Regions from separate parts of the Macaca mulatta genome. Here region 1 is linked to region 2. Evidence: chromatin contacts called from public Hi-C data. All regions are on one chromosome and are shown on one strand. The core of a region is the stretch at or near the end of the contact, and the rest is flanking DNA. Distances in the headings are between cores, read along the strand shown.

Region 1 (5,518 bases), core at 1,153-3,652, 75 kb after region 2:
CTAACTTGACAACTTGACCATTAAGATTTTACCAACAAAATAAGAAATGACTAGATATAATCCATTTTCAGGGTTCTAGAAAATAACTGAAATTGGCTGTGTTAAATCTAAGGTCTTCTTTTATCTCTCCTGATTTTTAGTTCTATCTTTCCTATCCCTTTCATTTACAATGGTTTTGGGAGATTTTGAATTTAGCAATTCAATTCTTTCTAAACTACTTTCTTAATTTTATTGCCAACTTTAAAAAATTGTTGGTGGAAAGTTTAATAAATCTGATCATTTATATGTACATTTTCTTTATTACTGACATAAAACACACATACTGAAAAGTGCACAAATAAGCATATGCCTTCATGATTTTCTTTTTTTCTTTTCTAGATAGAGTCTTGCTCTGTTGCCCAAGCTGGAGTACAATGGCACAATCTCGGCTCACTGCAACCTCCACCTCCTGGGTTCAAGTGATTCTCCTGCCTCAGCCTCCCAAATAGCTGGGATTACAGGCACCCGCCATCATGCCCGGTTAATTTTTGTATTTTTAGTAAAGATGGGGTTTCACCATGTTGACCAGGCTAGTCTCAAACTCCTGACCTCAAGTGATGCACCACCTCAGCCTCCCAAAGTATTGGGATTACAGGTGTGAGCCACTGTGCCCGCCTGCCTTCATGAATTTTTGAACGCACCCAGAAAGAGCAGAAGACAACATTTCTGGCACTCCAGAAGATGTCTTGTTTTCCCTTTCCAGGCAACCCCAGTGGTAACTCCCAGTGGTGTGCTGGAGCTAGCCTACACCAGCTCTTGGGAGCTGATAAATTTTCAGGAATCTCTGATGAGGCATTCAGATTTTACTGGAAAATTAGAAATAATTAGATACAATCAATTTTCAGAGTTTTAGAAAATAGTTTAAATCTATTATGTCAAATCTAAGGTCTCCTTTAAATCTGGTTTTTAGTTTTAGTTCCATCTTTCCTATTCCTTTCATTTACACACAGGCATTATTAACAATTAAATTATATCAATTAATATTTTATTTTAGTAATATATTTTATAAGCTGATATATTAAAAATAGTATTTCAACGCAATCAATATAAAATTATTGAGATATTTACATTCTTTTTTATTTTCATAGCAACCCTTTGACGTGTATTGTATATGTTACATTCATAGCACATACCAGTTGGACCAACACGTTTAAGGTGTTCAGTAGCCACCTGGGGTTGTGGCTCCCACATTGGATAGCACAGTTGAAACCCTACATTGCTTTATTTACCACTAAGCAATATGTTTTCAACTTTGTTTCAAAGCTCTTAGATCTTTCAGTATTTCATAATGTAAGCCCCTTCTATTTCAAGGACTATGTAGTAATACATACTCACACTTGAATGATGCTACTAAAGCTTCCCCTTCTTCACTTTTTTCCTTTCAAATTTAGATTTTCTGTTGCCTGGAAAATGCATATGAACCAGTTCAACAAGTAAATTGATCTCCCCTGCCGCCCCCTACCACAGTCTATATGTGTATTTTTCTTTTTTTTTTTGTACTTTTAAGTTCTAGGGTACATGTGCACAACGTGCAGGTTTGTTACATATGTATACATGTGCCATGTTGGTGTGCTGCACCCATTAACTCGTCATTTACATTAGGTATATCTCCTAATGCTATCCCTCCCCCCTCCCCCCATCCCACAACAGGCCCCGGTGTGTGATGTTCCCCTTCCTGTGTCCAAGTGTTCTCATTGTTCAATTCCCACCTAATAAGTGAGAACCAATTAATATTTTAAAATATTAAAAACATTTTACTTTGTTCAACTTAAAGACAAAATTAATATATTTCTTGAGGTCAAATTATCGAAAAAAACTCTATCTTGTAAAATTGCATATTAAAGCAGTGCGTGGAAGCTGATGGCAAGAAACCACTTAAGTGTCACAACTCTGCTTCGAGTTAATTCCTAGTCCATTTGATTTTGTTTTGCTTTTAAGATCACAAAGCTGATGTACACTTCCGTGCGAGCTTAGAGTCTGGTAATGAACTCCACAATACACTGAAAAGAGCTTGAGGAGATAGCAGATGAATGAAGGACTGGGGCTCCGGTTTTGCAGGCGAAGCCCAGGTTCTTAAAGGTCCAGGTTCTTAAAGGTCCTACCAGGCCTGTATTTTATTTCTCCTTCGCAGGCCTCTAGGCCAAATGCCTCGATGAATCTGCGCTCCGCGGGCGTCCCGGAATTACACATCGGAAAGAATAAGGAAGGAGGAGGCCGACGTGCCCATGGACATTATCAACCTTCCGTCAGATCCCCACAGCAGCCAAACTGCGTCTCCTCTGCCGCTCTTGGCGCGCAGCTCACGCCCGCAGCGTCAGCGACGTCGGCGGCGCCAAGGCGTCGTGGCGTCGGGCGTCTGGGACGTGGCATCAACGGCCCCATCCGGCGCCGGCGGCGGGCGCCCGGCGGTCTTTGCTGCCGCCCGGGGGCGCAGAGGCCGGGCCTTTTCTTTCAGCACAAACGTCAGTTTGTAAAAGGGTGGGGCTGGAGTCTGAGGAGTTTTCAGGCTTCTGTCTCGAAGGAAGTCTGGCAGGCTCGGAATTGCCATCTTCCTCAGGCAAATAGTTTTTCACCTTAGAGCCAGCCTTGGCAAGGCCAAACCGCCCAGTCACCCGACTTCCCACAGTCTCAGCAGGTACACAGGGCCGGGAGCCTCGCGAGCGGCTCTCTCAGCCGGACCTGAGGGTTTCGGGAGAGTCCTGGGTTTGCACTTAGTTTTCCCGCTGCGTGGCTGCCTCCGTGGCGGTTGTGCTGCTTTTTATGCAAGATCTGGGATCGAAGGCAAATCATCCTTTCCCTACGCCCCCTGCCGACCCTTGCCGCTCTCCTCGATTTTGTACACTGTCATTAAAGGGTTTGAAATGAATGTACATTAATCCTTGAAGGATGAAACCAGAAAACATTTGTCGTGGTGGCGGAAAGGGACAGATGCACTTGGGCGAAGTAATGCTGACATCCACTTCCTAGCATTGTTAGGAGGGATAAATGAATTAAATATGTAAAATCCTTAAATATTTGCTTGCTAATACAGGTATTCATTGCGTGTGACTCTATTTTTGTATTTATGTGAACTTCATCGGAGCATTTGTCAGGTTCTTTTTTCTCTTTTTTTTTGCACTAAGTGAGCGTGGCCGGCCGGCCGGCCTGCCTTCCTGCCTTCCTTCCTTCCTTCCTTTCCTCACACTTTTTTGGGGGGAGAGGACACAATGCAATCCATAATACACTTGTTCTTTTTTCCATCGAACTTTCCTCTTGACCATGTTTTCTTCTAGTAATACTCTATTTCTTTCCTCCCTTTTGTAGTAAAATTTGTCTACAGTGGTTGTATTCAATTCTTTGTTCTTACTTCCTTTCTTTTGAACGGTAAGTCAGATATTTACCTCGATCATTCTACTGAAATTGTTGCCGTTCTGTTCTTCAGGTTACAAATGACCTACCTCCATGTTGCCAAATCCAGTGTCAGCTCTTAGTCTTCATTTTACTTGACTCAGCATTTGACATAGTTCATCGCTTCGTCCTTGGTGACATTTTCTTTTCCTTGCTTTCTATGTATATGTGCCCTTTTGGTTTTACTTATTGGCTCATTGGCCACTCTTCTTACATCCTGTTTGCTGGTCCTGATGGTTTTGGTGGAATTTTTGATGTTTGCTTGGACCTGATGGTTTTGATGGAGTTTCTTTGGCAATGTAATTTATTCAGAATTCTTTTGAGGCTTTTCAATTTTGTAAATTTAATCTTGGTTTCTGCATCATTTTGCTTGTAACATTAATTTTTACTTAAAGCATCATGTCACAATCGGTATGAGAATAATGTAAAAGGGGGCAGTCACGGTGGCTCAGGCGTGTAATCCCAGCACTCTGGGAGGCCGAGGTGGGCGGATAACCTGAGGTCAGGAGTGTGAGACCAGCTTGGCCAATGTGGTGAAACCCTGTCACTACTAAAAATACAAAAATTAGCTGGGCGTGGCAGCGGGTACCTGTAATCCTAGCTACTCGGGAGGCTGAGGCAGGAGAATCGCTTGAACCCGGGAGGCGAAGGTTGCAGTGAGCCAAGATTGCTCCATTGTACTCCAGCCTGGGTGACAAGAGTGAAACTCTGTCTCAAAAAAAAAAAAAAAGAAAAAAAAAAAAAGAAAAATGTAAAAGGGAATATTTTGCAGGGGCTTTGGTTCAAGTGCTATAATGTATGTATTTACTATTATCATCAGTAGTTTCCAGTAGAGCATTGTGTTCTTCCTTCAAATGGATTTTTAGTGACACTGGTATCAAGTTATCTTTGCTAAGTGATATTTGACTATGATTTAAAAATTATGCTTGATGACTATGCATTCAATTAACTATAGTGTATCATCAAAACAAAAAAGCAGTTGTATAATTCTTGGATGAAATAAACATTTTCAGTGCTATTAAGATATTTTCATTCGGCCGGGCGCGGTGGCTCAAGCCTGTAATCCCAGCACTTTGGGAGGCCGAGGCGGGTGGATCACGAGGTCAGGAGATCGAGACTATCCTGGCTAACATGGTGAAACCCCGTCTCTACTAAAAATACAAAAAACTAGCCGGGCGTGGTGGCGGGCGCTTGTAGTCCCAGCTACTTGGGAGGCTGAGGCGGGAGAATGGCGTGAACCCGGGAGGCGGAGCTTGCAGTGAGCCGAGATCACGCCACTGCACTCCAGCCTGGGAGACACAGCGAGACTCCGTCTCAAAAAAAAAAAAAAAAAAAAAGATATTTTCATTCTATTGTTTACAACCTAGTTTAAAGAATGTAACAGCAAGTTGTATAAAATGTCTTAGAATTTTAGTTTTTGCGAATTTTCTGTTTGTGCTTGTCAGACGTATTTAAGGGCATGTATCCCTGGCCCCATATATATTATATGTTTTTAATTTTAATTTTTTTATAAGTAATCTCTTAAACATGTATATGATTCTTTTCCAGCGGGGTGTCATCATCTACTTGTTAAAATCCTAATAAATGTTCACATATTGAAATATCTGGATTTTGGAAATTCATAATTACATCAACAATTGTTATCTGCTGTCCATGTGTCCAAAGTAATTGAGAAATTATTAGTTTTTAAAACTTTATTCAAAGTGATTTTATTTATAACATCTGTAAGTTGTATTATTTGTTTTTATATGTTATTCTCTGAAATAGTATATTATACTATTTGGTATTGATATTTGTGTTTTGCATAAATCAACTTTTGCCGTGATTTCTGGCAAATAAAAAAATACTATTATTGGTCTTTTATTATTTATTGGATGATCTTCTGAATATTAGATACTGCTTCTCCAAAAATTCAATCATGTTTATTGTTATTAACAAATATATAGGCCTTTATTTTCTCATTTTCAGTAGAATTGCTAATTATATTTTTTTCAAACCTGCTACTAACTTTTAATACTTATCACTATTGATGTGTATTTTATTAATGTTCAACAATATGTGATAAATGCTGCTGATCTTTGCATCATTTTTT
Region 2 (5,544 bases), core at 3,000-5,499:
ATTTGTATTAGGCAACCATCTGTAGCATCTATTTGGGTTATATCTAAAGCTTAAGGGCTACATCCTCTTCCAACCCCAATATGTGAGTACTTGATGCCCGAATAATGGTCCTTCAATGGAATAACACTTGTCAAATCCTATTTAAACAGATCTAAATTTTAAAAATATTTTTTGGCCTTCCTTTGGGAACCTCACACATCTAAGACTTTAGATTGAAAGTGTCTTTAGAACTCTGAACCACGTTGGAGTGTAGACTCCATTACAGCAGGAATCCTTGCCTCTTTTACTTAATATTGCACCCTAGCGTCTTTTCAGAATGATACATAATGGATGGAGGAGGATCTAGAATAAACAAACCCCCGAATAAAAATAAAAACAAATGTTGAGCAAATCAAGTATAAAATCTACTTTTAACTTTTTCATAAAAATATTTATAAAATTATACATCTGCTTTACTTTCCTTTTAGATTCTCCATTTGATAATCATTTTGGAAAGATCAAAAGCAAAGTCCTAACACAAACACACATTTTGTGTATCATTTTCCTCTTGTTTTCCTTTGCAAAACCATGCTGAGGACAGCAGTGTATCTGTATCGTCTTATGGAAAGTAGTAACACATCTAGCAAATAACAGAGGTAAATATGCACAAGAAGTGGGCAGAATTGGAAACAGACAATTTCAGGTTTATATTGTATGTGATTTCACAGGATAGAATTTTAATTTATATATTCTTCTTTTAAAAAAATTCATTCCAAGGTAGATTAGATGAGCCCTGGCTAATATTTTTAGCATTTTATGTTTGGTCACCTTAACATCTCTAAATCTTTCTTCCCTTTGTTTCCTCACCCTACCATTACCTATTACCTAATGAGTTTGGCTAACCTGAAACTTCCTCAGTCTTTAACAATACTAATGAATGTAAGTTAATAAATTAGGAAATTGAATTGGGTCATTACATTGTCTTAATGTAATTTTCAGTTTATCTGTTATTGATCGAGCTCCATAATTTCAAGTTCATTTTTCTGAGGTTTATTGTTTGGAGTTTGATTTACAGATCTCCATGTCTTTGGCATGATTTCTTTCTGCTTTCTGCAACCTGTTTTTTGGTTATTTCACTACTCATTAACCCCTCCCTCCATCAGAGGGATGGGCAGGATGAGAAAAATGATATGACGATATAGTAAATTTTGCTACTTGCTATTATCTGATAAAATTGGTGTGCAAGAAAGAAATAAGTATGTAACTGTTGACTAAAATGACATTTTGGGATTTTTAAAAAATAATTTTTTATTGTCCATGGTCTAGCAACTGTTACCATGAAAGACTGAGTTAGTTCTCTATCTACTAAATTTAATAAATAAAGGTTTTTAGTAAAGAAAATTTGTTATAATTCTAATCACAATCACACCAAGCTCATGAACTAAATTTCTATAAAAATGTTATCAATTAAAAAAATTAATGTCCAAGGAATCAAGAGTTAAAATGAAGCTCAAGGTGGATTTTAAAATGGAGAATAATATAAAATAGTGAATTGTTTTTTTCTCATAGATTTCAACCTCCTTAAATACATAGTGATGTAAGAGTCACATATAAAATGTTATCTGTCATATAAATATATATGAAGGATTTTTAAAAGTGAAGATTTAACTGTAATAGTTACTTCATAATCAATGATGTAATAGTCAATGATGTAGGAGAACAAAGAGCATTGCATAGCTACATATGGACTTCATAGCATCAGTTTGTTTTTAAAAGGGGGCTACATTATATACACGTTTAGTTTTCAGAGATTAAATAAAATAAAAATGATCACCATTCTGAATAGCAGACTATTTTAGCAATACATGTGTTGGAAAGTATATTTTATTTGCTAGATCAACTTCAGAGAACTAAACTCTCCAGCATAACCAGAGGGTTAGATAATATATTTACACCTGCAGTATTTCATTCTATAAATAATCTATAATGTCAAAAACCAGCTTTGATGGGGCATTTACATTTTATGAATAGCTAAAATGTGACAGTGAACATTTTCACATTTTTATAGCATAGTATAAACAAAATATGGGCATAATACATAATTATTTTTGAAGTTCAAGGAAAGGGTTATGTAGATAGAGTATAGAGACACAAAAATCAGAAATACTATTTTTAGCCATTTTCACACATCCTTTTACTTCAACCTGTTAAATGATTAAAAAGTGAAACGAGCATTTACATATTTCAAAGTGGATAAACACACTAAATAATAATTCTTGACATGTTCACTCTTTCAAAAAATAATCTCTTCAATCTTATGGAAAAGTGGTCTAGTATACTATTTCAGTTGTTTTTATTTTATGTGGCAAAAAAAAAATGTTTTAGGGTTCAGTTACTGATTTGTCCCACTTTCTTTTTGAACTAAGGGCACACTTACTATCTCCATAAACAACTAAAATATTTACAGAGACCAGTAAAACCTATGTCAGATCGTAACACATTTTTGTTCTTGGGAGGCTTTGGGCCTAAATCCCATGTTCTCTAATCAGATAACTCTCAATAAGAACAAAGATGGAAAAGATATAATCCTGCATTTAGATATGTGAACGTCAAAATTTTTAAAGTTAAAAGCAACTGTGCACATATTCTTAAAAAATTATCTTATTCCAAAATATTTGTTATTTTATAAACAAGGCTATCTGTAAATTCAGTTGAAGTATCATTTCAAAATGAAACAAATAATAATGTAGGAATTATTATATGACTATTTATTAGAAAAACCTCAGGAGAAACTTAGAATAGTTATTTAAGAAATCCCTAGGTTCAAAATGAAATTCAACTTTTACAATGTTGAAGGAACTAAAACTCAAATGTTTGGTTAAATTGAAAATACACTAACACATGTAATTTTGTAATATAAGGAAAACGCAAAATGTTACTAAAAAGATAAATCGACAGCTTATTATTGAATAATTGTGATATAGAGATGATAAATCAGATCAGATAAAACAACTGCAAACTGCATGCATGTCCCTGATGTTCCCTCGACTGGTTGTGACGACATGTCTGCTCTCACCACAGTTCACAGTTCACAGAAAACATTTAAATAACACAACTGAATATTTCCACTGACTAAAATGAACTTTCTTTAAGAAAATAAAGGGAGAAGAGAATAGATCAAATCTTGCCCCACCTCTTTTTTTTCTTCCTTTTTTCTTTTAGTGAAACTGACATAAATTGTTGAGGAGCACTACAGCGCCACCAACACAGATCAATGCAAAACAAAAAAGATCTCCCACCGTGTGCAAAAAGAAAAAAAATTAGAAAAATGCCAAAAATTACAAAATGTCTCCCAAATGTACCTTATTGGAGAAAAATAAGCAAGATCTGCAAAGATTATCTAATGAAGAGCTTCAAAGAAATAATATCATAGACTACAAGTTGAGACCTGATCAGCAAATAAAAGATCCACTATTTAGTAACAGCCATAACTTAATATAAACCCGGTTATGTCAACCTCCACCTTCATTATACCAAGGGCAGCTTTTCCGTAGTTTGTATCCAAGTAATCTATCAAGAGAACCACAATAGGTCCATTTAAAAAAAACTATATCCATAGTTTGCCTGCTGATAATTGAGTCCTGGACAAATTAGGTAAGACATAATTTTTATAAAGAGGATATGCACATATTTGGCATTGCCAACATTACTGGCACAAAACAAGTCCATCTTGAAATATCTGAGTTCCTCTGTAGTTCACAGTAATTAAAGTATAATTTATATTATAAACATTTAGCTTTAACAATGAAAAAAAAACTATTTTTTTTTTCTCTTGGTAAAAATTAACCAAGCAAGATTAGGTAGAACGTGCAGAGATCAAAGCTAAAGAAAAATACAAAGATTGGTTTTGTTAGAAGAAACACAATGAAAATCCTTTTTAGCCGGTGGCTCTTTCGAAGACTGAATGACATAAATGGTGAAAATTACAAACTTACCATTAGTGCAGGCAAAGAAGACGGCAGTTCTTGAAAAAAAATTGTAACAATATAGGCTGGATACTTGTGTCTCTAGAAACAACAGCCTCCAGGCAGCATACGGATCTTCCAACATCTTTAAAATGTTTGGTAAATAAAAAGTAATACTTTCTTCCATGATCGGCGGCCGAATGGGGTGGCTTCCCCCAGGATCTATGGGCGTTTGGGAGAAATCGGAGAAATATCCACAGAAGATTAAAAGCAGAGGAGGCAGCACAGCCAGAAGACTCTGGGGTTAACAACTTTGCGATGGCAAGCAGGCGAGCGCTGATTGGCTGGGAGGGCAGTGTCCCTACAGTCTGCACTATCCCCCGCTGCCCCCGCCTCCTGCAGCTCGGAAAAAAATGCAGTGTGTGTGCCATTTTACACTGGGCTTTTAAAAGCACAGCCACCCAAATGACAAAAGTCTAAGCTCGCTATTAAGTGACACTGCAAGACAATAGCACCCACGGCTGCCTGTGAGCTCGGGGGAATGCCCCTTTTAACATCTGAAGGAACACTCTGGCTTCTTGGATGTGGGGTTTTTTGTTTGTTTGTTTTTGTTTTTGCTTTTTAAAACAGCATTATCATGTTTTTCTTGAGCAAATTGTTGCTCCTTTCCAAAACGTCGATAGATCCTCCGCATGCAAACCTGGCCATGTAAAAACTATGTCCATCAAAATATTTTTTCAATTTGATCTCATGAGGGTACCTAGAGAAGCCAGTCATCCTGGAACAAAATTCATGACTCCTTTAGCTCCGAGATCTCTAATTCCTTGGGAAAAAAATACGTAATTTCTTATTCACAGTAACTACCATGTGTGCAAAAAGTAAAATAAAATAATGAATTTAGCGGTTAAATGAAAACAATAGGCATATTCCCGCCCCCTCCCCCGCCCCCCCTTAAAAATTGTTTCAAAAACCTTTACCGGCTGGCAGAATTCTACCACTCTGCCTTACAAACAAAATGGCTGTGGTACTGAGTTTTTTAGGATCCTCCCACTGTGCCTCCTCCTGGCCTCCAGGAAGTGGTAAAAATCCAAAATAAATACAGTACTGAAAGTACACCATTGAGTCTGAATTCGGGGGAAGCCTTTGGTAAGAGGGTCTTAGAATTGTGCTGGTCATTATTAGTTTTTTAAAATTGTTTTGAAAAGAACATCAATCACTAGAGATTTACTTGACTGTAATTTGAACTTCCTGCTTTACATATTTATAAGGTCTTTCACCTATCTTGGCAGGCTTTCAAATTAAGTGGGCTGGGAAATTTGATGCTCGGTCTCTAGTTGTGAGCTGAGTCAGGTATTTGGTGTTTGCAACTGGGCTTTTAAATAAAGACAAAGTCTAAGACTTTAAAAAAATGAACGTTAAACTGACGCAAGACTATGCTTGCTAATGTAAAGTAAGAAAAGTCGACAAAGATTGTAGTGTGTTAAATACTGCATACATGTGTTAACATAGTAAAAATTCTTTGCCCACTAAATTTTCTAATGAGTCAAGGAGAGAACAGGGTTTAAAGGAACTGGATTAAGAAAGGAGTGGGGAATGATCT

The links. A called contact is a pair of places that touch in the nucleus more often than the background predicts.
Region 1: a contact with region 2 is called in a Hi-C map of CD4 T cells, with 5 times the contacts expected there. The contact joins the promoter of CCDC7 here to the promoter of EPC1 in region 2. A contact is called at or near these places in 5 of 14 Hi-C or Micro-C datasets (CD4 T cells, cortical neurons, fetal cortex germinal zone and 2 more).

What each region holds. Positions count from the first base shown.
Region 1 is chr9:33,825,841-33,831,358 of T2T-MMU8v2.0, forward strand. It overlaps CCDC7 (coiled-coil domain containing 7), which reads left to right and starts at 2,403. Exons shown (of 45, transcript XM_028826154.2): 1 at 2,403-2,674.
Region 2 is chr9:33,749,457-33,755,000 of T2T-MMU8v2.0, forward strand. It overlaps EPC1 (enhancer of polycomb homolog 1), which reads right to left and starts at 4,250. Exons shown (of 14, transcript XM_015146768.3): 1 at 3,975-4,250. The coding sequence starts at 3,977.